Regions from separate parts of the Sus scrofa genome. Here region 2 is linked to region 1. Evidence: chromatin contacts called from public HiChIP or PLAC-seq data. All regions are on one chromosome and are shown on one strand. Each heading gives the region's core, a stretch centred on a gene start, on an enhancer-like site or on the middle of the called end of the contact. The rest is flanking DNA. Distances are from core to core; before and after follow the strand shown.

The links. HiChIP or PLAC-seq counts read pairs in DNA pulled down with a chosen protein or histone mark.
Region 2: an H3K27ac HiChIP or PLAC-seq map of alveolar macrophages shows a contact between it and region 1. The contact joins two enhancer-like sites. A contact is called at or near these places in 1 of 47 Hi-C or Micro-C datasets (embryonic fibroblasts) and 1 of 2 datasets of contacts at active chromatin or transcription factors (alveolar macrophages).

The regions. Positions count from the first base shown.
Region 1 is chr13:179,357,623-179,361,006 of Sscrofa11.1, reverse strand. The region is part of intron 1 of LOC102161811 (a long non-coding RNA gene); the gene reads right to left. Among named protein-coding and RNA genes, the nearest start is that of HSPA13, 38 kb to the right of the region's middle. Within about 2 kb of position 2,011, at least 4 of the 83 cell types and tissues checked have an H3K27ac peak or open chromatin away from gene starts, as enhancers often do. A contact at or near this core is called in alveolar macrophages, where this site is marked.
Region 2 is chr13:179,541,058-179,544,450 of Sscrofa11.1, reverse strand. No RefSeq gene overlaps it. Among named protein-coding and RNA genes, the nearest start is that of SAMSN1, 33 kb to the right of the region's middle. Within about 2 kb of position 1,685, at least 24 of the 83 cell types and tissues checked have an H3K27ac peak or open chromatin away from gene starts, as enhancers often do. A contact at or near this core is called in alveolar macrophages, where this site is marked.

The sequences.
Region 1 (3,384 bases), core at 762-3,261:
CTTCATTTTTGGCTCTTTGGCATTTCCCTTTCTTCTTTCGAATTCATGTGTGCATTTACATGAATTCGAAAATTATTGCATTTTATCCATGTCTGCAGCAGGAGGAATATCACATATTTGTTTGTTTTAATCAGGCATCCTGCTGGAATCATCCTCATTAACTGTTATATATGGAAATTTAACACGTATATTTATTAATTCCTTATTAATTCCTTTTTCCACATTGAAATACAGACTATTATAACTTTGAAAATGAGTTTTATATGGAGGCAAAAAAAAGAAGAATTATAGAAAGTATCCACAAATATTTTCCAAATGATGTAAAATAGAAAAATGTTCAAAATCTGTTTTGTCCCAATATTGCATTCACACTCTAGATGGTACAAATATTTGACTCATGATTATAATACATTTACATACATATTAATTTATGCAGATGGAAAAGAAACATATAGTTACACATTATTGCTTCAGTGCCCTGCTTAATCCATCTAATTGTTTCAAGTATATAACATATGTGTTCTGTGATTTTATTTCACAGTGTTCCTAAAAGATGCCCCTTTTTTAAAAAATAGACTGAAAACACTATGTGAAATATACCAAAAATGAGTGGAAATCAATCTCATTTGTCCTTGCTATTTTAATTACAAATTTTCAAAACATTAACATGATTTTATTCTCCTGCGATGTGTTATTAGGGAGGGTGTGAAATCAAATTACAAAGGAGAAAAGAGCAATTTTTCTGAGATGTTGACTCTGTCTTACTTCCAAGCAGATAAGTAATATATGGCCCAAGTGAGATTTCAGCACTCCTAGATTTTTGATCATTAAGTGTTTCCTAATATGTTTAAAAGTGAAATTGTTTAAATTGTCATTTCTTAGTCAACATTATATTTTGTAAGAAAATAATTTTTTCAAAATTATTGAATGGTTTGTTTCATAAAATGCTTTGCACTTCACATAAAGAAGATAATATGCATCTTGCTTACTTCCGTTGTAGGTACTTGATTTCCTCTAATCCATAGGTAAACTTCAACCCTATATAGTATAGAATAACTATATATGTGACAAATAATTATATGGAGTTAAGGCACTTGGAATAGGAACATGACAAAGCAAACCGGACTATAAAGTCCATCTTCCTGACCTCATTAACATCATGCTCTACTTCAAAATCTGCTTAGCTATAACTTCTGGAACAACTTATGGTGCACTAACTAAGGAAGTCTGTGTGTGAATTAGATCATTCTCAGCTGACCAGGGAGAGCAAGAAGGCTCAAATTTACATTTACTCCAAACAAATAATTCTTTACACTAATCATACACCTAGACAACTACAAATCACATGTCAGCATGGTGGGGGTGACATTTAGATGATGAGACATTGCAGTGGTTAATAGGTTGGACTGCCTTAGAAGAACCATTCACCAAACATCAGCATGATTTCACATGAATTGTCAGATTGTGTCTCAAACTCTTTTCAGATATGTTTTCAAAACAAATAGGTATTTCAAACACAATGGCTATAAATTAGATGCTGGAAAATTAGCAATGTTAATCATTACTATCTAATGCTTTTATAATAAAATTTGCCTAAAACACATAACATATTTTACAGATGTTCTTATTCATTTTCTTAGTACTTCTTTAAGTTCAATGAACAGTATGATTGCTTCTCCCTCATAGAGAAAATAATGCAAATTCATGAAGTAAACAAAGAAATTAGAACCACCCAAATTTCCCAATTATTTCAAATCAGACAATGATCATTCTTATTTAATGATTCTCAAATGATTTCCTGGCACAGTCTACATGACCTAAATCAGCCTCTTTACCTATTTACTCAGGCACATAAATACACAAAACAAATGACAAAGGGAAGATAAAAGTTATAATTCTAGAAGACACACACACACACACACACACACACACACACACACACACACACACACCCCTTCTCTCCACCACAGATTAACTGGAACTGATAAGTGTTGGGAGACCTAGTAAAGACGTCATGAGAAAAGGAAGTAGAAATTGTTAACAAGAAAAGGCAGCCAAGCAGCGTTAGGAAAGTACTTAGCTGCACTCAGAATTATTGTTTCCTAATTCCTCATAAAGTAATGCATATTTGTGACTTTGTGTGTATATTTACAAGAAAGGATTCATATATTCCATACTGCTTTTATTTTCATTTAATTTTAATTTATCAGTATATCATGGTTATCCTTCAATGTTAAGAAATAGTCTTCCACTACTTCATTTTTAATCGCTCATTTGTTTTCTATTAAATTGATAAAATTAATCCATCAATTTTCCATTACTGGATATTTCCATTTTAAAGTAGTCTGTGTCCATTTGTCCCTTTATTATTTTTGGTCTTCCCAGCTTCTTTCTCTCTCCCCAGTAGTACTCTAATTTCCAATTAGCAAAATTACTCTTCTCCATTGTTTTAAGTCTTAGGGGGAAAAAATTCTAGGAGACTGTCTTTTTTTACAGAGGCTATAGAATAGAAATCATCTCTCCTGGTTCAACAGCCAGGTATTGCCATCTGACCTAAATATGGTCAGTTGGAGACTCTCTCCTGGGATTTAGAACCTGGGGCTTTGAATTAAGTACAGAAAGAAAATGTTACAGGAGGTTGTTCATTACAACAGAGGTAACATCTGCTAGAGTTGTGATGGCATCTGGAACAGATCTGCTAAAGCAGGACAGTAGCAATGCTTCTTTCCCCTTCCTTCTTAACTTGATCCTCACTGAAACAGCTTCCCATTCTTTTGGAGACTCCCAAGCAGGCTCATAGTAAATAAACTTCTGTGGAAGCCTGATTCTGTAATATTAAGAATTTCAATTGCAGCAACATGGGTGCAACTAGAGATTTTCATGCAAAGTGAAAGAGAGGGATGGACTGGGGATATGGGATAGGTAGATGCAAACTATTACATTTAGAAAGGATAAACAAAGTCCTACTGTAGAGCACACATAAGTATATCCAGTCTCATGGGATGGACCATGATAGAAAATAATATAAAGAATATACATATATATAATTGAGTCACTTTGCTGTACAGCAGAAATTGGTACATTATAAATCATTGTAAATCAACTATACTTGATACAATAAAAATAATTTCAATACTATAAAAGTTTCTAAAACCTTGTAGATATATTTTGTACTTATCCATTTTTATGTCTTTAAATCTTAGAAGTGCTAGACAAATAGTACATAAGATTTTAATTAAAAAAATATATAATACCAAACTGTCATCTAAAAATACAGCATAGAGGTTAAGAATGTTAGCCAACCTCTTTTTGTAGAGCCTTTTGCAACGTATCTCTAAGCCTCAGTATATTCATTTCAGTATGAGATTCCACACAACACTGATT
Region 2 (3,393 bases), core at 436-2,935, 180 kb before region 1:
CTAATTAATCAAATGAGAAATAATGTCTGTAAGTATCCTCAATGTATTTGTAACTGTGTGTGCAAGGATTTTATAAAGGCTAGCTCATTTAATCTTCAAAATTAGGAAAATCATGAAATCCAACAGGATCTTGAGATCAGCAGTCACTGGTGAATGGATATTTGAGAGAAGAACCATTTGTAATTCTTTTCTGAATCTAGAAGAGTATCTAGTACATAATAGATGCTCAATAAATGTTTGTTGAATAAACTCTGAATGCATGACTGAATGAATTATACAATTCCAAAGGAATATATTAGTATGGAAAAATGACTAGCATTTAATCAAGGTAAAGCACTGTATGTATGACCCTAGACAAGTCAGTTTACCATTTGGGACCTCAATTTATTCATTTGCAAATCAAAGGTCAGATCTCATCAGCTCTTCAGTCTTAAAAATTCACCATGGGATTTACACCATCATTTACTGTCAATCAATATTCTCTGTGCAGAAACACCTTTCACATTTCCATTAGCTCGGCAACAACAACTCCTGACATATTCACTTCATTTTTCCTTTTGACTTTGTGATTTGAAAGTAAGATTTAAAAACCAATAATGCAAGAAACAGGCACATATTAGACTCAACCCCAAAGGACAGTTGACTATAACCACTGCATGAGACTAGAAATATGGCAGTTGATATCCAACATTTCTCAGTTCTTTTAAATGGCATCCTCTCTTCATTTCTAATTGTTTTTCATTTTTCCCTAATCTGACCTTGTTGCATAGTTATGTGACAATACTTTGCTCCTAGAGTCTACTCTTATCTATGTGAAAAATAACACAACTTGGACATATTCTTTAGTTTCTACTGGCCCAGTCATAATGATTTGTCTACATTTCATTTTTTTTTTATTTTTCCCAAAATTGCTAAGGGTGAAAATTAAATTAAGGCACCAACTCCCTGGTGAATGAAAGATAAGAATAATGATTAGTGCTTGACTTAGGGGATAATGAAGGCTAACAGGAGCAAGCTTTACCTGGTATTTATGGCAAGTGTCAAATTAATGGAGTAGACAGAATTATTTTATTGACTCTCAGAAATGGTATTTTCCTTTTGTAGTTCTGAGTATCTCTTACACACACACACACACACACACACACACACACACACAGATGTAGTCCTAAAAATAAAGCTGTTTATAGTCTTTCTTTTACTTGTCCCTCCAGGAATAAAGAACTTAGGGTCTGAAATCCAAAGTACATGACAGTCTGCTTATGTAAGCAGAAGTCAGAATTGAAAGCAGCTGCTTTGAGTCTGGTACGAGCTGTACTAAAAATTGCTTAACCAGTTCAGTAGTCATCTACAACTAAGCAACACCCAGGGAACAGACGTATTATTCTAATTAAGTAGATGCTGCCCTGTTTGAGTAATCCCTTTCCTTCAGATAATCACACTTGATACATGCACTTAATGTGCTTGACCCCCCATCCCCTCTTGTAGGAAGCAGGTTACCCAAGGAGAACTGTGTTAACTCTTTTATCTTATTAGGGATTCAAAAGAAGTTTTAGCTCAAAATCTTTTTCAAAGTATTCATTGTAGGAAAACTAAGATCTCCAACTCTAAACTGATTCATTACAAGCAAAGATGGATGACCTGTATTCTAGTAAAACAGAACAGAGTCCCTAGAGAATGTTGTGACCATATGCATTCTAAAAATAACCAGTCTCCAATCATGATCTTATGAAACTCTTTCAGTCTTGGTCCAGATGTCTGTAAAGCTCAGCTCAGAAACTAATTGTGTTCCTTTCACCACAGTAACTAGTCACACATATTTACCAGTTTTGTGTAGGTCTGACACCTGATTGTATTAATTTAGCCAAAGCTTTACCCAGATGGAGCAGGAGACTGTTTGAATAATGTGCCTCTGTCCTGATTCAAACACATGGGGCTCAATTGCACACAAGGTTTGTGTTACCCAGAATTAGTCTCTTTGGTAGCAAAAAAAGGAACTGTTGAGGTAATAAGTTGATTCAAAGAGTACTATGGTTCAAATGATAACAAATACAAAAGATATCTGTTTCCTATCTTTCTTATTTCAAGACCACCTTTTGTAATGGTTGACTCTAGACCAGGCACCATTTCTGTCTATACTCAAAAGAGGTAGAATCTGTTTTAAAGAGCACAAGTTTTGCAATCCAAAGAGATTTATCTAAACTCATATAGTAAAATCATGAGACTCAAGGCAATGGATTTGGATATTAAGACATATGTGGCTCAGACTGAATGGATTATGGGAACTTGGAATTTGCTCCTGCCTAGCTAAATTCCAAATACATATGACAGGAAAAATATTCCTACAAAGATGGATGGCCATCATCTTTCCTGATGACCCTCACAAAGCTGGTGTGTCTGCTGCTTGTGGGTAAAGGGATACCGTTAGCTTTTGGACTGAAGTTTGGAGAGATCTAGCCAAGACTGAAAGAATTTCATAAAAAGACTATTTTTAGGACACGTGATGACAAAGCACAGAGAATCAAAGGAGTGATCAATCTGACCATTAATCCTCAAAGGTCTGTTAATATCCCAGCCCAACTCAGGCCTTGGTTCATTACTCCCACATCTTTACCTCTACCCCAGCTCTCTCCTATAAGACATTGCCCTCTGGGTGATCCACAGGTATTTTAAATTGGCAAAACCTGTCCCTCAAGTTTGGGCGATGATGGTTTCAGCATAAAATTTTTCAGATCTACACAACTTAAAAAAGGTACTTCAACTTGTCCTTCAAGTTAGATCTTGATAAGAATGCAGTGAGGGTTTGCAAAAGGGCTTCCTCAGTTACTAGGTAGGGGCAACTTTACCCTGGATTTCACAGTGTCCAGATTAATACTGTCAACCATTGGCATAATAAAACCAACCTTGTGTAAAATTGGCAAAAAAATCCTGAACCACTATGCCATAAACTTGAAACCAGTAACAATATTGAAAGTTAACTAACTTTTAAAAAATAATAATAAAAAAACTTTCCTTCTTCTGATTTTTGTTCAGCACTCCTTTCAGTCTTCATATTTGTGTTTTTCTCCCTATGTGGAATATTGGTCCCAAGATTCTTTACTATACAATTTCCTACCAAACAAAACCCTTTAGAACATGATCTGTTGCCTTTCATATGGTAGGTGTTCAAGAAACACTTTGAACATCAAAAACATAAATAGTTTTTGAATGAAGGAGTAGATGAATGATAAAGAGAATCTGAAGAGAGTTCTTAAAGGCGTCTGGAAGCAGTTTATGCTCTTTCGGGGATGATGAAATATGTGACGACATGACCTTCTGCCACAAGTGTAAGGGATTTTACATAACATCAGCTGTTCTGAAGAAAAAGGCCGGATGAATCACAGGTGTATTTCAGCA